Linked DNA regions of Mus musculus: regions 1, 2, 3 and 4 are each linked to region 5. A link is a contact called in public HiChIP or PLAC-seq and promoter capture Hi-C data. All regions are on one chromosome and are shown on one strand. The core of a region is the stretch at or near the end of the contact, and the rest is flanking DNA. Distances in the headings are between cores, read along the strand shown.

Region 1 (3,643 bases), core at 41-2,540, 680 kb before region 5:
GCTACACCGAAAAACCCTGACAAACAAATCAAAAGAGACAGAGATGAGTATTTGAGCTGGACTGGATCCCCAGTACCCATAGGGGCTTACAAACTGTCACTCCCATCGGGGACAGATGAATGGATCGATGTGTTTTTTGATTGCCCAGACATGCATGTGGTGCACAGACAGACACACAGACAAAACACCCATACGCATAAAATTAAAATTTTAAAAAGAAGAAAAAGTTAGGCAGTGCTTCATACCTGCAATCCCAGCACTTGGGAGGCTGAAGCAGGATTGCTGAGTTAGGGGCCAGCTTGAATGATATATATAGTGAATTCTTGGGCTAGGGTAAGCTCCTGCCGCAAGAAACAGATTGGGGGAGGGGTGGGAGGGAGAGAGAATACATGAGGATTCCTTATTCACTTATCGGCCTTTCCTTGGCTTGGAGAGTATTTTAAAAGTAGACCATATCCTTTACCCTGGAAGTGGTGACAAGTGGAGCCATTTGGAAAGAGAAACCACATCCGGACTCAAATCCCTTGCCAGGAAACTCTCTATAGGCTGCATCTAGCACAAAGCCTGACAGTGAGTTCACATATGATAAACATTTCATACAGGGAACAGAATTTCTCAGCATTTCCTACCTCCTCTTTGTCTCTTACACTTCACCCAAACCCACCTTCACGTGCCTAGGAAGAAAGGCAGCTGGGGCGCTCATCTGTCTTCTCGGTGTGCCTAGTCTCTTATTAAAATGCAAAGTGTATCTGGGGTTGTGGACACAGGGGAATGCTTGTGTTTCTCCTGTGCAATGGCAACTTTAGCGATCTACAAGTCCAAACGCGTTTTCGCTCATATCACATCAAAGAATTTCTGCTATCTCCTATGCATTCCGTCGCAGCTTCCCAGACAGGGCCGGGGGTACATTTTCTAGGGGCAGCTTGTAATGGCCAAAGTGTTCCAGAATATTGTCACGTCTTCACATATTCAACCAACTCCATGAAGGCATTTTAAAATCCGCGAGCCCGCCCCTCAGCCACAGCGGGTCCCGGAGTGTAGCGCCAGGCCAGGCATTGTGCCTCTCAATGTTCCATCCCCCGCGCGCCCATCCCGTCTGAATCCAGACACAGCCGAGCTTCTCCCTAGTCCCTAGGGGCCCTGTTAAGAGCTGTCCTTTCAGAAACAAGGCCACGGAAACCAAGCCCAACCAGATCCCAGGGTTCCGACTCCACTCAGTGCGCTCCGTTCGGCCAGGCCTACCACCTCTCCGCCGGCGACAGTCCCACCTCGCAGCCTCTGGCCTCAAATAGACGGTGGCGTGGAGGATTCTAGGAACTGTAGTCCGTCGCCCGTTCACTAGCGGGCCGAACCACAGGACTTGACCGGAAGGACTACATCTCCCAGCGTGCCCCGCAGCGGGGGCAAGGCGTCTGTTGGATGCTCCGCGAGTTGCTAGGAGCTGTCTCAACGTCACTCCCGTGAAGCGCGGGGAAAGCATCTCCCGACTAGGTGCAAGGGAGTTCCTCAAGTTCGGAGGGCTAATTGGTGACCATGATCTTCTTCTTGATCAATCATAAGGTCAAAGCTGCTCTGTCAGAAGACCCAAAACTATCAACAAAGGCACACAGTGGACATGCCACGCCCAGAATCATAGCGTTTGAAACCTAGGCTAGACCTAGATTGTCAATTTCCTAGGTCAAAACTGGCTGTTGAGACCAGCTACATAATAGTGTCTCGGAATTAACACAACACACTTTCTTAGGTGCAATCCAAAGAAGGAGTAAATAAATCTCTAGCCAGAGGCAAGGTGGTGCTCTGCCAACACAGATGCTCCAACTCTCTACAAATTTAATTTTAAAAAATTGTTTTATATGTGCTGATGTTTAGATCGAGTCCACCCTCCATTGTACTATTGTACCTGCTCCAAATCTTCCCATAGCTGTTTCCTCCCCAACTTCATGTGTTCTTATAGAAAAGAACTTAGTGCCTTGAACCCAAGACTACCAGCCCAGGGATGGCACCACTCACCATGGGCTAGGCCCTCCCCCATTGATCACTAATTGAGAAAATGCTTTACAGCTGGATCTCATGAAGGCAATTACTCATCTGATGCTTTTTCCTCTCTGATGACTCTAGGGTGTGTCAGGTTATACACAAAATCAGCTAATACACCTGTCTTACAAGGAAAGAGAGGAGAAGGAAGAAGGAAGAGGAGGAAGAAGAGAAGGAAGAGGAGGAGGAAGAGAAGAAGGAAGAAGAGGAGGAGAAGGAAGAGGAGGAGGAGGACAAGGAGGGGGAGGAGGAGGGAGAGGAGGGGGAGGAAGAAGAGGAGGAGGAAGAGGAGGGGGAGAAAGGAGGAGGAGGAGGGGAAGGAAGAGGAGGAGGAGGAGAGGGGAGGAAGAGGAGGAAGAGGAGGAAGGGGGAGGAAGAGGAGGAGGAGGAGGTGGAAGAGGAGGGGAGGGAGAATCTTGTATACAGTTTGTAGGAGGGAAATGGAACAGACTCAGGAGAAAGCAACCATACCACGGATGATGTCGGCCGGAAGCTAATCAAGCAGTGCTGCCTAAAAGGGACACAGGTTCTCTCAGGGACACCACATAAAAGGGACACAGGTTCTCTCAGGGACATAACATAAGAGGGACACAGGTTCTCTCAGGGATATCACATAAAAGGGACACAGGTTCTCTCAGGGACATCACATAAGAGGGACACAGGTTCTCTCAGGGACACCACATAAAAGGGACACAGGTTCTCTCAGGGACATCACATAAAAGGGACACAGGTTCTCTCAGGGACATCACATAAGAGGGACACAGGTTCTCTCAGGGACACCACAGACCAAGCACAGGAGTGTCTTGGGAATGATAACTCACACTCTTTTTTTTTTTTTTTTTTTTTTAAAGATTTATTTATTATTATATGTAAGTACACTGTAGCTGTCTTCAGACACTCCAGAAGAGGGAGTCAGATCTTGTTACGGATGGTTGTGAGCCACCATGTGGTTGCTGGGATTTGAACTCTGGACCTTTGGAAGAGCAGTCGGGTGCTCTTACCCACTGAGCCATCTCACCAGCCCCAACTCACACTCTTTAGGAAGAAAAAGTCAAATTCCCACAAACTGAATCCTCAATCCTTCAAGGCCCTGGCCCCAGCCTCAGACTAGACCTCAAGTCTGCCCCTGGGCAAGGACACAGAACTAGCAATCCTTTTTTCCTTTCATGGGGCCTCTGGGAAGCCTTCCTTACAGGTTAGATGATTAGTTAAGATAGAGCTCGAATGAGACCTCCAAACTGTAACAGGGCCCCAGACTTAATAGGCCCCAAAACTGACTCCATGATGGAAGTACCATTCAGGCTATAACATTCAGTGAGCAGACAGCACCACCTGTCAACACTAAAACCAAGACCTAATCCATCAAAGTCCATAGTTCTGAGAAAGTCTCAATGTACTAACCTTGCCTTTTGGATTCTGTAGTAGTTCCCCTTCTGACTTCTTTTTTTTTTTTAAGATTTATTTATTTATTTATTTATTTATTTAATGTAAGTACACTGTAGCTGTCTGACAGTACAGAAGAGGGCATCAGATCTCATTACGGGTGATTGTGAGCCACCATGTGGTTGCTGGGATTTGAACTTTGGACCTTCGGAAGAACAGTCGGGTG
Region 2 (3,705 bases), core at 1,029-3,528, 570 kb before region 5:
TAAGCCATGCTGCTGCTGCGACTCCTTAATGATCTGCAGAACTAGAGCCTAGGTCAAGGAAAAGCTTCCGGGGTGAGAAGACAGCAGGTCAGGCGCTGCCCCAACGGCACACTGAACTGTGGGAGCCCAGGGATGGTAGCCTCCGATCCTTTTGTAACTTTCCAATAGTCACTTTATCAAAGGACAAGGCTAAGTTTATACTTTTATGAACTGTCCCAACTGTTACTATTTTCAGACAGAACTAGAGGGCAGTACTGGTAGGGAGTCTCAAACCCAGCAGATTGTTCTAAATGCTGCCTCAGAGGTACCCACCTGGATCTCACATGCAAGGAGACTCCAGTTATAAATGTCAGGTTCTAACTACACAGCTATATGCCGCAGCCAGTGCTTGCCAAATTTACATCTTGTAACGCTCAAAATCTATGATCAGCACAGTGTCAACCAAGATACGCCAATTTCCATTAAAAAAAAAAATCCAAGTTTTTCTTTTTCCTGGGCATTCTAACATGTAGTAAGAACAATAATACCAGAGCAAAAAGCAAAGTACGAATCCACGAGAATTTACATACACACACACACACACACACACACAAAGTGCATGTTTTATTTCAGAAATTCCTCTAAACCACCTCCATTTGGTATGCATCTCAAAAAGCCACAAGGGACTCCAACAATAGTATATGCCTATTATCTCAGCATCAGAGGGGACGGCGGGCGATGAGAAGCAGCTCAGGGCCAAATTGGGCTACACAGCCAAACTCTGTCTCAGAAACCAACAAACCAGCTGGAGAGGGCTCAGTGGTTAACAGCACTTCCTGCTCTTCTGGAGGAATCCAGGTCGGCTCCCAGCACCCACGTGGAGGAACTAAACATCTGTAAGTCTAATTCCTGGAGATCCATATGTTCTTCAGGCCTTTGTGGGCACCAGGCACACATGTGATACACAAACATGCAGGCAAACACACACATAAAATAAGATAAAGCAACATTTAAAAGTATTTAAAATAACACGTTAAAAAAAAAAAGCCACATGCTATTAGAACCACACAAATGATATATAAGCTAATACAAACCAGAAAATGTTTCCTGAGGGTTGGGAAGACTGCTCAGCTGGTAAAGGACTTGCTGTTAGCAAGCATGAGGTCATGTTGGGATCTCCCCAGAACCCACGTAAAAAGGCCATACTGTTGTTTGCACACGTAATCCCACAGCTGGGATGGCAAGAGACAGAAAGATCCCTGGAGCCCACTGGCCATACAGTCTATTCCAAGTAGTGAGCTGCACTTTTGGAGGGAGACCCAGTCTCAAAGGTAGAGAATTAGGAAGACGTTGACCTGTGACCTGCAGACACAGCACCAGCGCTTACACCTACACCCATACCCATGCGGACTTGGACACTCAAAAAAAAAAAAAAAAAAGTAACTCCTACAGTTCTTCGAGAAGAGTCCAACAAGATAAAATGCCTTACAGACCTACTTTTGAAAAAACAAAAAACTATACACATGATATTAACAAACTAAAGTAACTACTATTCAAAACAGGTAAGCAGCAGCTTTCCTGGAGAGCACTCTCCCTCCATTTTCAAAGCATCTCGCTGTTTTATGACCCAGGGTTCGACAGCTGTCCGACAACAGCTCCACGCTGAAATGTCAAGGCTGCAGTTTCCCCTCCACAGTCCGGTGGCTCAAGGTACCGACCAGGAGCTCTGTGGGGTGGGCAGGGTGTCAACCCCGGCTCAGCCCTCCAACTGGACATCTGAGGGGCACAGAGGGAACCCTGCCTACCATCTCTATACCCCTTGCAAAAACAAGCTCCGGAAAGCCAGGACGAGAGGCAAACCATGCACACGGGAATGCCGAAAGTGAAGGGCAGGAGGCAGCGGCGCACCTCGGCTCCGCAGCCCGGTGCTGGCCCCCGCCGCCTCGCCCGCCCCCAGCCCTCCGAGCGACACGTAGTCATTGCGAGTTAGGCCACCGCTCGAGGATACTCTCCAAACTCAGGCTGTCCCCGAACTCTTTGTTTGCCTTCGATCCGGCTGAAGGGCGTTCGTTTTCTTTATTCTCGTCTCCTCCGGCACTGCGTCCGCCACCGCTCCCTCCGCCGCCGCCGCCGCTGCCGCTTCCACCACCACCACTACCACCACCCGGGATCTGCTTCTCAGCAGCCATCTTGCCCCTGAGCCGCAAAGCACGATGGAACGGAGCAGGCGAGACGACCAGCGGCGAGAGAGAGCGGCACTTTCCAGGCTGGGCCGATGGTACACTGACGGACTCCGCCGCAGACCGCGGATGTCTTGGGCCTCTGTGGTGTGTTGGTGTGCGCCTGCGCCTCCTGGGTTGAATTCGTGGCTGTTGCTGGGTCTCCGCATTTCTAAGGATTAGCCTCGCTTCAAATCTACCAAGGATAGGAGGACCCGAGAAAGATGCCCACCTCATGCATCCTTGCACCCAGAGAATGGTAGTGTACGCCTTTAATCCCAATACCGAGGAGGCTGAGGCTGGAGGATTGCCTCGAGTTGAGGTCAGTCTGGGTTGCACAGTTAGACCTTATTTAAAACACACACACACACAGACACACACACACACACACACACGAAGAGGCCTCGGTCAGAAGGCAGTGTCCCCAATAGGAGCTTGAGACCCGTGGCCTCCTCTAGATCATGTGACCATCCAAGTATGACTTTTATTAATCTTTGCGGGCGAGTACACCAGGAGTCTCAGTCTTGTGCCAATCACGGCAGGTGAAAAGAAGCTGGCCGCGTAACTCAGTCTACCCTTTTGTGTTACTAAAGGAGGTTGCAAAAAAATGTATGACTCCAACCCTTCCCCCCATCGGAGTTCAGAGATCAGCTAGTGTGGAGTACTAGTTCTCCAGCAAAAATATCAAGGAAGACTGGGCCTGGGCAGATGGCTCAGTGGTTAAGAACACTGGTTGCTCTATCAAGATGATCTGGGTTTAATTTTTAGCACGAGAATGGTGGCTCAAAACCATCTAGAATTCCAGTCCCAGGGATCCAACCCTCTTCTGGCTTCGTAGTCTACAAAACACATGTACACAGACATACGTGTAGACAGAATGTTCATATACATAAAACAAAATAAAAATAAAGGTTAAGGCTTTTGAAAACAAAAAATTAGACAAACTGCTTTCAGAAGGTGGGAGGCAAAAACTAACCTCAAAAAGTGGTCCTCCGAATTACACTCACATACTGAGCTGTGAAGCATGGGCCTGCACACACACACACCTAAACAATAAGCCATGGAGATGGCCCAGCAGGAAAAAGAACTTGCTATATAAACTTTTTAAAAAAGATTTTTATTTATTTATTATTATATCTAAGTACACTGTAGCTGTCTTCACACACAGATCTCATAACAAATGGTTGTGAGCTACCCTGTGGTTGCTGGGACTTGAACTCAGGACCTTTGGAAGAGCAGTCAGTGCTCTTAACCACTGAGCCATCTCTCCAGCCCCCACCTCTTTTTTTTTCAAAGATTATACTAAAGGTGGTTTATTGGGAAGCTGCTCTCTGACTGAGTTCACAGACCCCAAGAACTGAGGCCAAGTCAGTTGCCATGAGGAAAGGGGGAGGGGAGAGGAACGGAGGCCTGCAATCCCAGGGTGCAGCTAAAAATACAAATAAATGGTGTCTTAGAGTTTCTGCTGATGTGATAAAACATGGTGGTTTGAATAGGTCTGGCCTCC
Region 3 (3,953 bases), core at 667-3,166, 540 kb before region 5:
TCCAGGAGACATTAGTTATGTGAGCAGAGCTCTGCATGGAACTCACCCCTCTCGGATGATCTTCTCCGTGTCGCTGGCTACGTGGTAGTAGCTGATAACGTGGTCCAGGCAGGATAACGTCTTCTCCACGTTCTCCTGCAGCCTCTGTAGGTTCTCTGTCTGCTTGTGCACAGGGATGATAGAGTTCTCCAGCTTCATGAGTCGGCTCTCAAAGGACGACAGGATGGACACCTGTGGGGGGGAACTCCTCTGGCTCATGGCTCCCAGGGCTGTCCTGGAAATACTCACAGACATTTCTTGTCTTTTCTTGGTTTTCTAGACGATACACTGCTACCCATAGGAAGGAACATAGTCGACTTGTTTGCTACAACTGCACTCCTAGTCTGGTACACGGCTCACCATAAACTGGTTGAAAGTTCATCTGACGGCAAGAGGAACATTAAGCGAATTCTTCCTTCAAGGAGCTGGAGAGATGACTCTGCTCTTGCAGAGGACTGGTACTGAGTTCTCAGCACGCACATCTGCCAGCTTACAACTGACTGCCTGTAACTCCAATTCCACAGGATATGACAGCCTCTTCTGACCTCTGCAGGCACTGCTCATTTGTGGGACACATACACACATGCAAACACTCATGCACATAAAATAAATTTGCTTATTTGCAAAAAGAGATAATCAGGCTGGAGAGCCAGCTCAGCAGTTAAGAACACTGGCTGCTCTTCGGAAGTCCTGAGTTCAATTCCCAGCACCACATAGCGGCTCAACCACAACCATCTATAATGAGATCTAGTGCCCTCTTCTGGCATATGGCCATACATACAACCAGAACACTATACATAATAAATTTTTTTTTTCAATCACCTCAGGATAGATTCCTTTCTACCCTTGAAAGTCAAATCTCAATTTCTGTTCTCTCTGAAGTTTTCCTAGACTGAACAGAAAGTAGCTTCCTCCAAAATAGTTGCAAATATATTACTGTTACCTCAAACAAACAGCCAACCTCTTTCCCTAAGGGCAAATCTCATTCAACAAGTATTTTATTACTGTGTAAATACAAATGCAAGCACTTTTAAAGCATCTTACTGTATACCAGACACTGGGAAGCATGCATAGACTTCCTCCACGGACACACTGGGAGGCTGACATTGTCTGCTTTACCAGGTAAATTAACCATAACTCAAGGCCTACCACCAGGAACCACATAGTAAGCTGTAGGACATTGGGTAGATCTAAGACGCATTAACTCTCTGAGATGGTTTTGCTTCCAAAGCCCCTGTGACTTCGCTGCCTCGCCTCGCTTGAATTTGACAATGACACGGGGCCAGTACCAGGCCATGTACAGGATATCACGAAATGTTTGCAGAAGGACAGACAGTAACAGGTATAGGGCAGCGGTTTCCTCGGTGATGGGGTGGAAACTGGGGTGCAGAGATACCCATCGCTGCAAGATATGCCCACTGTTTACTACCCACGCTGGAGTCCCTGGACAGGCGCAGGACACGTCCATCACACGCCCCTCCTCTGGGGCTCAGGAGCCTGGCGGCAGCCTCCCAGCTGAAAGGCTACTCACCATGTTCCTAGTGAGCTGGTCGCTCTTCTCCAGGCTGTCTCGGATAAACGACAGCGTCTCCTCCTCCTGCGAGGGGCAGAGAGGAGGACATCACCACAAGCCGATGGTGAAAGGCGACCACCAGCACCCAGCACCCAGCACCACGGCCTACGCCTAACCCTATCTCCCCTTCCACCCCGGTTCGATGCCCCTGAGCGCCTTTCCTTCACTTTCTCCCCAGCGTCACCTGCTTCAGTTTGTCCTCGATCTCCCGCCGCCGGGCGGAAGCCTCCTGCGGGGGAATCATAGCAGCGGACAGCGCTGTCCCCACTCCCCGCTGTTTTAGCTCCAAACCCTGCTCGGCTTCCGTCCCTGTCACGCCCACTTCCTCCCTCGGCCCCGCCCCCGGACGCTTTCGGGGGCGCCATGTTGGGAGTGGCAGGCGGAAGTGTGTTCCTGCCGGAGCTCGCGAGCGGGCTGCGGGTCGACGCCATCTTGAATGTGGCTGGAAGAGCCGCTCACCTGAGGCATACGTGGGTCTTTCCTCGTAGCCAGAGGCTGGTTTGCTCGCTCCTTTGAAAGACAGCCCCTTGCTGGGAGACTGAAGCAGGAGGCCATTCACGAGTTCGAAGCCAGTTTGGATCACATAGTAAATTCCAGGCTAGCCTAGGCTACAGAGTCAGACTTGGTCTCCAAACCAAAAATCAAGCAAACCAACATTATACCTGAATTTTTTTTAGATCGTTTTGGCTGCTCTGGAATAGGTTATGTAGACCAGGCTGACTTCTGCCTACCGTGGGCTGGATTAAAGAAAGGTGTGCTCTGCCAAACCCAGCTCACCCAAGAAAAAGCAGGGCGGTGGCGGAAGGCAGGAGGTGGAGGCTGGCACGGAGTGGTATATAGGGTTTACAGTTCTCTCCCTCCCATGTGTAGGACCCAGAGGGATTGAATTCGGGTGCCAGGTTTTGTGGCAAATGCCTTAACCTGCTGAGCTATTTCACCAGCTCATGATTTATTTGTGGATTTTAACATGGTGTATAGATAGATGTTTCGCCCATGGGTATGTATGTCTGTGCCGTCACTTGCATGCCAGGTGCCCTGGAAGACCAGAAGGTTATCTGATCCCTCTGGAGCTGACATTACAGTAGTGAGCTGTCTGTCATGTGGGTTCTGGGAACCCTAACCCTAACTCAGGCTTCCTGGAAGAGTAAGAAAGAGCTCTTAACTGCTGAGCCATCTTTCCAGTTAGCTAAACCCTAATTTAGGATAAAAGCGCTGACTGAGGAGACAAATTTGTTTTTGCAGATCATATCTTAACGGTTCAAGTCTGGAGACTGGATTCCACACAGAGTGGCTTACAATGGATACTTCAGAACTTGTGGGATCCCACGTGGGTTTAATAACAGAGACACAGAGACATCTGTATAGTATAAGGCTGTTTGCCTGTTTGCTGGGGCAGTCCCTCAGCTAACCCTCCAGACTCAACGCGACTTCCCTGCTACGAGTCCCTGGCGTTCTCTCTGCTCAACCTCCCTGTCCTGCTCAGTTCTGCTTCTGTCTCTCTCTCCTCCTGCCCCGACTCCAACAGTCAACTCTAGTCCTCAAAGGCCACACGCCTTACTCATCCAATCTGAGCCAATCAGCAACGGACAACGCCTAGTCTGAGCCAATCAGCAGCAGGACAACACCTAGTCTGAGCCAATCAGCAGCAGGACAACGCCCGGTCCATATTTCTGTGTTGTCTTTTGGCTTTGGCAGCTTTTGACCTTCACCAGGCAGCTTTCTTTTTAACAGGCTAATCTCAGAGAAACACCTTTGTGGCAGGCAAGGAAGGACAAACACTTACATATAGAAAGCAGGTAATATCGGGCTTGGGAGCTGGCTCAGTGGTTAAGAGCACCAACTGCTCGTCTGAAGATCCTGAGTTCAAATCCCAGGAACTACATGGTGGCTCACAACCATCCCTAACAAGATCTGACTCCCTCTTCTGGTGACAGTTACAGTGTACTCACATATAATAAATAAATCAATCTTTAAAAAAAAGGCAGGTAATAGGCCATAGAAATGACAGTAATTAAATATCCTGCCAGCATAGCAATTAACAACTGAAAATGCAGGGCACAATTACATAGGCATTTGATGCAATATGTGTGGGTTTAATCATCCCAACTTCTTCCCCTTTTAGCCCAAGAATGGCTCTATCTCTAACATCAGTAAACTATATACTAATTGTGAGAACTGTCGGGGTAAGAGTTATATTCACAATGTCTAGTCCATTTGTCCTGTCTCAGTGAGTTCAAAGTTCTGTAGAGGGTTTGTGTCAAGTGGATAAGGGAAAGAAATCTGAAGCACATATACCTTAAATCGTTTTCTTTTTTTAAAAAGTTTTATCTATTATGTATAC
Region 4 (3,768 bases), core at 364-2,863, 710 kb before region 5:
CCTGCCTGTGCTAGTCTTCCACAGCCACTCAGCTCCCTCCCTTCCCATCCCTGTCCCTGTCCCTGTCCCCGTCCAGTCACTCCTCCACTCCCTGTCCACGGCCTCTCGGTCCATGCACTACAGTCCTGGTCCTCTCGCTCCATCTCCTCCGTCTCATCCCTGGTAATCTCAGCCTCACTTCTTGGCTGTGATGGCCATGGGCAAGGACATAGGCCACCATGGTACCAATTCCGTGGTCACTTTTGCCTTTAACTAAAACCTCTCAGCAGCCTGGGGCACCTGGAGAACTCTCCCTCCTGTAACTGCTTGTGCCCTGGCCGCCATCTCTACAGCTTTGTCAGGATGTAATCCCCTGCCCAACAAATTTCCACTCCTTCTAGGGATACCATAGCGACTTCTTTCACTTCACTGTCCGCATCTCTTCCCAGCTCTCAGTAGATGTCTGTGCCCCCACCCCTGTCTGTGTACCCCACACACTGCATATCCCAAACCAGCTACTCTCTACCCAACCTCAGCACACAGCAGCCCGGTCTCCCGAAGAAACCCTTGTCCTGCGTCTTACTCTCTCCACTGGGCACCGGGCTCCCACTCACTTCTCATTTCTTTTGTTTTGCAGCTGAGACCTCCTTCCTCTTACCCCTCATCTCTTACCCCCTCCACACCCCAGCTGGGGCTCAGACTCCAGAAAGCAGAAATCTGATGACATCATCACCCTGTCTCAGCTTGGAAAGGCACTGCACATCCCTAGAGGAAGAGTCACGACCACCATGCAGACTGGCCCTGCTGACTCTACATTCACGTTTTGCTGAGACTCTATCTGACCCTTGAGTAGATCCTTCAGTCTCTGAAGGGCAGAAATCACACTTACTGAATGCTGGCCACCTTAGCGAATGGGGCTGCCAGCCCTGACCTAACACTCTGGCTCTACTTTATTCAGAGGACCTGGGGAGAGCTGCGTGCAGCAGTCAGGTGCACGTGCCCTCTGGGTTCATATGGGAACCCGCAGATCCTGCTGCAGCCCCTGGCCCTGGCCACAAGCAGTTTCGGCCCTCGGAGAGGCCCTTCCCGCACCTCGCGCACGCGGCGCTCCACGTCCAGCAGCGCCCGCTCGTGGTGGCTGCAGTCGTGCACCGTGCACGCGCTGCACACGCAGAGGCCCTCCGTGCGACAGAAGAACTCGAGCGGCCTCCCGTGGCGCAGGCAGCGAGCGCTGTGGCTTGTGGCGGAGTCCCGGCGCGGAGTCACGGCGGGCGGCGCCGGCAGAACGGGCAGCGCCTGCAGCAAGGTGCTCATCTTCACGTTGCGGGACAGCTTGGCGCCCTCGGGGAAGGGCTGGCGACATTCCGGACACGACTTTTCGCAGGAACGCCATGAATCCTGGATGCAGTTCCCGCAGAAGCTGTGCCCGCAGGGCAGCGTCACCGGGTCCCGGTAGCGACCTAAGCAGATGGAGCAAGTCACCACGTCCTCCTCCAGCAACTGAGCGGCCATGGCGGAAGCGAGGCCCAGTGCTCAGATCTCTTAAAGGGGCCGAGGCTACCAGTGCGAGCACTACGTTGGGGAAGACAGTCCAGGAAGTCGCGGCAGTGCGCAGCCTGGTGCACTAGAACGTTCCTTGGCAGGGATCCAAGTCACCCTTGCTTGCCCGCCTTCTGACGCACTGGGAGCTGGGGCGCGGCTCCCTCCGGTCCACCCTGACTATTTGTGTTCCTTCCCTAGACTCTTTTTTGGGGGGGAGGAGTGGGTGGGAGGGTTTCGAGACAGGGTTTCTCTGTGTAGCCCTGGCTGTCCTGGAACTCACTTTGTAGACCAGGCTGGCCTCGAACTCAGAAATCCGTCTGTCTCTGCCTCCTGAGTGCTGGGATTAAAGGCCCAGGGCATGGTGTCTGTTCACAGCAGTAAAACCCTAAGACAGGCTACTGTCATCTCCTCTACAGCTGAGCAGAGCAGATGGGAGTTCCAGGGTCCCCAAAGGCAGTATGAATCAGAGATCACTCCTAATGGAGTAGGCAGAACTGATTTGTTTCTAGGCCTCTAGCCTCACAGTGGGGGCTCCAGGCCTTGGTGGGGGCTGAAATATGCTAAGGTAACAAGCAATCTGTTGCTAGGTCTGACAGGGGCAGGACTTTCTCCTCGAGGAGGTTCTGATCCCGGGGCTGTCTTTCACAAAGATCACAGGCTGGGCAAAGGTTCACTTTTCATGTGTACCCCCAGCTACCGGGCTGCTGGGCACCTTCTGCTCACCCACAGAGCACTAAAGCTTCACTAAAAGGGTCTGGGTGCCCGAAAGTGAAGACATATTGGCATCAGGAAAAAAGTATTTTATTCACATAGAATCGAGGCACATCCACAAGCCCCTGGGTGTCCTGGGAGAGGCCAGCATGGGACTGTCTCAGTTGGCTTCAGATGGCTCTCTCCGGAGGTGTGACCTTCCAGCTGCTGCGACAGTTCCCCCTCGGAGATGAATGTACTGAGTCTCTCAGTAGATTCCATAGGTGGGCTCATGACTGTCCCTGTATCGGTCCAGATAGCGTAGGGGCTGCTCGTGGGGGAAGCGCTTCTGTTTGGGGTGGTAAGGGGGTGGCCGTACAAATTCAAACACAGGTTCCCGCATGTCTGCAAGAAAAGTAAGGGGAGAGTGGTGGACTTCTGCTGACCTGGGCCTCCTTCCTTGCCTGTGAGGCTGGAGTTCTGCCAGGGACTTTTTTGGGTTTTTCGAGACAGGGTTTCTCTGTGTATCCCTGGCTGTCCTGGAACTCAGAAATCCGCCTGCCTCTGCCTCCCGAGTGCTGGGATTAAAGGCATGCGCCACCACCGCCCGGCTCACCCTGGCTTTCAAAGGCCATCTCCTGGCATGGCAGGAAAGGTCTTTATCCCCAGGCCTGCCTGACCACTAAGCCCTTACCTAGAAGCTGGTGGAAGGTGTGGGTGACAGAGTCATCCCAGCGGCACTGGAAAAAAGCCAGACCGGCTGGAGTCATGGCTTCCTGGTGTCTCTTGTAGAAATCAAAAGTGCGGAAGGTCCTCTGGGCCAGCTGGTAGCTATGAGGAGATGGGCAGCATGTGAGGGGAGGGAGCAGGCAGGCAATCCTGGGAAACCCCTGGAGTGCACCCAGCACGCGGGACTGCTGCCAAGCGCAAGACCTACACCAAGAGCAGGAAAGAGCAAGAGCCACCATCCCAGAGAGCTGGCTTGAGGCTCAGGGGACAAACAGGGGTGTCGCTTACCAGGGTGAGGGACGGGTGTCCTCTGAGAAGTTGATTGGCTTGTCCTGCTTGAAGAGCAAGAAGGCAAAGCGGTGGAAGCCAGAGCCTCGAGCAGGGAAAGGAGGGAGGTAGGGACATGTCTCCTGTCCTTCAGCCACTCTGTTGCTTGGGATGTTGGTTCTGGTAGGAGGAAAATACCCATTAGTTGCCATGCCAACAAGGTGGCAGGGGAACCCCAATGTTGCGCCCCAGAAGCAGTCACTCCCAGGGCCAGACCCTGAACACTCCTGCATTCGATGACCACAAGCCGACCTCAGGGACATGCTGCAAACAGATTATGGGGCAGTTGTAGTTCAGAAACCTGAGAGGGGTGGGAAATGGCTTGGTGGCTAAGAGAACTGACGACTTTTCAGGGGACTCAAGGTTCCATTGCCAGCACAACCTGCAGGTGGTGCTCACAACCACCTGCAATTCCCAGGGCACAGGCATGCAGGTGGTGCACATGTAAAACGCTTAAACACATGAAATATTTGTCTTATTTTTCGAGACAGGGTTTCTCTG
Region 5 (3,869 bases), core at 342-2,841:
TGATCCCAATGGCTCACAACTATCCATAATTGCAGCTCCTGAGGTTCTGACCTCAACCAACAGGCAGAGACTGGTAAAACATATACATGCATGAAGTTTTATTTAAAAAAAAAAAAATGCCCTGGAGGAATCCAGATGCCTCCCCACCCCCCCACCCCCATGGAATCCTTCTTCCGAAGTAGGACTATAAACAGGTCAATGTGTAGGGAAGACTTTCATTGCTTTTACAAGGTTAGACAGAGTTCTGCTAACAGGCTTGCGGATTTGTGTGTGTTTATCCAGAGACAGGGTTTCTTTGTGTAGCCCTTGCTGTCCTGGAACTCATTCTGTAGCCCAGGCTGGCCTTACAAAAATACCACTGCCTGTCACTGTCCATGGTTTTTGAAAACTTAACGTGAAATAATTTACCTGTAAGGGGGTCTGCGTTTCTCCCCCGCGTATTGGAAAAGATCATCTGTGAAAAACTTGGGCACCTTGTAGTCTTCCAAAAGTTTCCTTCTTTTGGGGTGTTCGCCATAGCTGCTATCGAAGATGTAAAGGGGACTGTCATCGCGGGTGCTCTCCATGTACTCGATGTAGTACTTCATCTTCATCTTAACCGAGTAGCCGTCATTATCCTCGCCGCACTTGAACTTCTGGTTCCGGTATTTCCTTTTGAGGCGCTCCAGAGTCCATTTCTCCTGTGCGGACCAGCCCTCTTGTGCATTGAGCAGAACCACGGGCTTGTAAGGCCTCTCGTAGCGCTCCACGAACTCTTTCACCGACAGCTGTAAGGCATCAGCTCTCTCCACGTTATCCTGCGGGAACAACAAAAGACCTGTCCCGTTAGGACACTGGAACAAGTCCAGTGGCGGATAAAGGTGTCCCACAGGGCCAATTAGCAAAGACACCCGTGAGCAATGGCACACACGAGCAAGGAACGAGCGAGCCTCTGCTCCTCCAGGGGGCCGGAGGGACGGAAGGAGGCCCACGTGCGTGCGGGCGAGCACGTCGCACCCGGAGCCACCCCTTCACGGGAGGGAGGGGCCCGAAGCTCCCACGACCGAGCGAGTTTTGACAGCCGGGCTGCGGGGCCCCATCGGGGGACCAGCGGCCCTCGGAAGGCGGGCAGCCGTCGTGTGGGGTCCCGCGCCCCGCTCACCGGCACGGCCGCGGGGTTCAGCGGGTAGCTCTCGTAGTAGTTGTGCCGGGTCCAGTCGAGCGAGTCCTTGAGCTCCGGCCGCGCACTTCGCTTGGCCTCGCGGATGCGCTTCTTGCTCTTGTGGTTCATCGTGAGCCGCTCGCCGTCCGGTTCCGCCCCGACCCCGACGCGGCTCGCGTTTCCTGCCACCAAACGCGCCCTCCCTCCCTGGCTGGCGCGGCCCCGAGACGCCCTTCGCTCCGGCCCGGCGCCTTTAAAGTCGCCTTCCAGAAGATTCACTCCTCAGCCGCCACCGGAGCTTTGGGTTGGGCGAACAGCGGCCTTCCTCCCCGCCCCACCGCCTCATGCGGTCCGCCATTGGCCTCAGCGACCTGCCAGACCCGCCTTCATGCACGCCAATTGGGCGCCATGTTGGGAAGGTCGCGTCGCCGACGCCCTGCCCCTCCCTGCTTTGGCCTACGCAACACTTCCGTCTGCGCGTCGCTTCCCTGCGGTCTCCTTCCGGCCGGGCCCGCTGCGGCCTCCGGCTTCCTGTGTTTGCCATGGACAGTGTCCGGCCCCGCGCTCCTTGGGCACCGCCTCCTGACCCGGCGTCCCTGGACTCCCCTACGTGCGAGCCCGGCCTCATGGCCGGGACCCAGCTCTTTCGGTTCCGGGAGGAGCCAGTTCCCGGAGGCAATCGGGCGGTGCTGGAGGTCCGCGTCCCGCAGGTGCGTGCGGCGGCACCCACGTGGGAGCCCCCTGTTTGGAGCGGGAGTGGGTTGTCCTTCAGTTCTCGGCTTCGTTCATTAGCACCAGGTCTGGTGTGAAGCCCGGTGAGGGGTTAAGTGCGCTCCAGTGACACATTTAGGGACAGTGCCAGGAAGTTCACTGAATTCCACCAGGAAAGTGGCTGTCTTGTCCTGTGATGCTAACTTTGTACTCTTTTGAAAGCATCTGTCAGTATATCTAACACGGCCTGCCCCCCTCCCCACCAAACCTCCGGGTACTCTTGATTGAACCTCTGCCTGTTAGGCAAGTGCTCCGCCACTGAGTGGTAGCCCTAACTCTCTGTTTTATTTCTGAGCTCAGGCAGGCTTTGAATTTGAACCCCCGTTTCCCGCTTCTTAGGGTTAGGAGTGTGCGCCACCATGCTGGCTTAAACAGTGCCGGGGCTCGAATCCAAGATCCATACACGATAGATGATAGTTGTGCTTTTGAGTTTATCCCAAACCCCGTAATCTTTGCTGTTTAAATTTTGGGACCAGGGATTCCTGTCTCCAACACCCCAATAAAATTTTATACATCGGCACTGGCTTGTTCCCTCCGAGCTCATAGCTACTCTAAAACTGACTAACTCTTCCCAGGTAGTCGGGTTTTACAAAGGATTTTCGTGTTGTAATGTAGGCAGCTGGACCATAGGTAGGTAGGTGTCCCTGGCAATAGTAAGGGGAGCAGAAGGTATAGCCTTCTGCTATACAATGCTGCCACCTGTAGCAGTCCTCGTTTGTTTGTTTTTTTTCCCAGACTTCTACACAAGTGAAGCAGAGATTTTGTTTTGAGACAGGGTCTCTCTATGTATCCCTGGTTATTGTGGAACACATTCTGTGAACCAGTCTGGACTCAGGGTTCACCGTGCCTCTGCCTTTGGAGTGTTGGGATTAAAGGTGTATTCCTCCGCCCTCCCAGCAGCCTCTAACATTAGAGAAGAGATTCTTGGCTGTGTACTACAGAGAAATATTTCAGGACAAATAAGCGTGAAGCAGAGTTGGAAGATACTAATAACCTGGATCTTTTTAAGTTTGGGCATTAATAGACAACTAGGAAAAGGACAAGAAGGCATGGGGTACAGACTTCATAAGTCAGAATACTGCACTTGAGTGTCTTAATAGCCATATGAATGATTTGGTAACATCTGGAGTTAAATTGTTTAAGGAATTTTTTTGTTTGTTTGTCTTGTTTTGTTTTTCGAGACAGGGTTTCTCTGTATAGTCCTGGCTGTCCTGGAACTCACTTTGTAGACCAGGCTGGCCTCGAACTCAGAAATCCACCTGCCTCTGCCTCTGCCTCCCGAGTGCTGGGATTAAAGGCGTGCGCCACCACGCCCGGCTGTTTCAGGAATTTCTAAGAAACTTGTTTTAGTAAATAAAACCATAGAACATTCTGGTTTGAAATATGTCAATATAAAGAACTCTGCTCCTCTGTAGACAAATGTCACGGTGAATTTTGTTAGTTGTACTAAAATTTGATCCTCACTTGGTGAGAGACTAGTCTTAGGGATGAGATCTTGACTTTCCCATGTCCTCCTTGTTTTTAGTTTGTCCTTTCTCAGCAGGTCAGTGTTACAGGGGAAAACACATAAGAGGCAGACCAAAACAACTTGTTTCTGTAGCTTCCAAATGTCTTCATGTCAAAAACTCTTGAATTTCCTTCCAAATTTAGGGAGTAAAGACACTCAATATGAGTAAAGAACCCCGGGGTTTTTATACACAAATCTGCATTTCTTCTAGAAACATCCTTCTCTGGGCCTTTATTGTACTCAAAGCCTAATCCATTGTGTTATAGACATATGTTAAGTCAGGGTCTCATGCTTAGGTACTGATATTTGTTTTTTGAGACTGGATTTCATTATGGAGTTCTGGCTGGCCTGCCCACTTGTGCCTTTCAAGTGTATTAAAGCCATGCACCACCATCCCCTGCTTTATTTTTTTATTTACAGATTAATTTTTTGCTGGAATTGATGGCCCAT

The links. Promoter capture Hi-C pulls out the DNA fragments that hold promoters and counts their contacts. HiChIP or PLAC-seq counts read pairs in DNA pulled down with a chosen protein or histone mark.
Region 1: a contact with region 5 is called in a promoter capture Hi-C map of liver, with 2.7 times the contacts expected there. The contact joins the promoter of Fbf1 here to the promoter of Mettl23 in region 5. A contact is called at or near these places in 1 of 39 promoter capture datasets (liver) and 2 of 115 datasets of contacts at active chromatin or transcription factors (large pre-B cells and pro-B cells).
Region 2: a contact with region 5 is called in a promoter capture Hi-C map of liver, with 3 times the contacts expected there. The contact joins the promoter of Srp68 here to the promoter of Mettl23 in region 5. A contact is called at or near these places in 5 of 39 promoter capture datasets (embryonic stem cells, hippocampal neurons, liver and 1 more), 1 of 484 Hi-C or Micro-C datasets (B cells), 1 of 115 datasets of contacts at active chromatin or transcription factors (bone marrow-derived macrophages) and 1 of 9 other capture datasets (adipose tissue).
Region 3: an H3K4me3 HiChIP or PLAC-seq map of stem cell-derived neural progenitor cells shows a contact between it and region 5, with 2.3 times the contacts expected there. The contact joins the promoter of Exoc7 here to the promoter of Mettl23 in region 5. A contact is called at or near these places in 4 of 39 promoter capture datasets (cranial neural crest, erythroid cells, liver and 1 more), 1 of 15 datasets of contacts at CTCF or cohesin (large pre-B cells), 1 of 484 Hi-C or Micro-C datasets (erythroblasts) and 3 of 115 datasets of contacts at active chromatin or transcription factors (memory CD8 T cells, pancreatic cancer cells and stem cell-derived neural progenitor cells).
Region 4: a contact with region 5 is called in a promoter capture Hi-C map of liver, with 3 times the contacts expected there. The contact joins the promoter of Trim65 here to the promoter of Mettl23 in region 5. A contact is called at or near these places in 8 of 39 promoter capture datasets (the HPC-7 cell line, embryonic stem cells, fetal liver and 3 more), 1 of 484 Hi-C or Micro-C datasets (CD4 T cells), 6 of 115 datasets of contacts at active chromatin or transcription factors (astrocytes, embryonic forebrain, large pre-B cells and 3 more) and 1 of 9 other capture datasets (liver).

The regions. Positions count from the first base shown.
Region 1 is chr11:116,166,888-116,170,530 of GRCm38.p6, forward strand. Fbf1 (Fas (TNFRSF6) binding factor 1) reads right to left here and starts at 1,291. Exons shown (of 31, transcript NM_172571.3): 1 at 665-1,291; 2 at 246-341.
Region 2 is chr11:116,271,939-116,275,643 of GRCm38.p6, forward strand. It overlaps Srp68 (signal recognition particle 68), which reads right to left and starts at 2,279. Exons shown (of 16, transcript NM_146032.3): 1 at 1,988-2,279; 2 at 1-41. The coding sequence starts at 2,168.
Region 3 is chr11:116,304,818-116,308,770 of GRCm38.p6, forward strand. It overlaps Exoc7 (exocyst complex component 7), which reads right to left and starts at 1,917. Exons shown (of 20, transcript NM_016857.4): 1 at 1,797-1,917; 2 at 1,571-1,636; 3 at 47-231. The coding sequence starts at 1,856. It overlaps Gm26730 (a long non-coding RNA gene), which reads left to right and starts at 2,047. Exons shown (of 3, transcript XR_389166.1): 1 at 2,047-2,364; 2 at 2,855-3,408.
Region 4 is chr11:116,129,515-116,133,282 of GRCm38.p6, forward strand. It overlaps Trim65 (tripartite motif-containing 65), which reads right to left and starts at 1,614. Exons shown (of 6, transcript NM_178802.4): 1 at 1,072-1,614. The coding sequence starts at 1,491. Mrpl38 (mitochondrial ribosomal protein L38) reads right to left here. Exons shown (of 9, transcript NM_024177.3): 7 at 3,229-3,387; 8 at 2,906-3,042; 9 at 2,303-2,616. The coding sequence ends at 2,480.
Region 5 is chr11:116,841,924-116,845,792 of GRCm38.p6, forward strand. Mettl23 (methyltransferase like 23) reads left to right here and starts at 1,592. Exons shown (of 5, transcript NM_028865.3): 1 at 1,592-1,851. The coding sequence starts at 1,684. Jmjd6 (jumonji domain containing 6) reads right to left here and starts at 1,526. Exons shown (of 6, transcript NM_033398.3): 1 at 1,142-1,526; 2 at 409-797. The coding sequence starts at 1,270.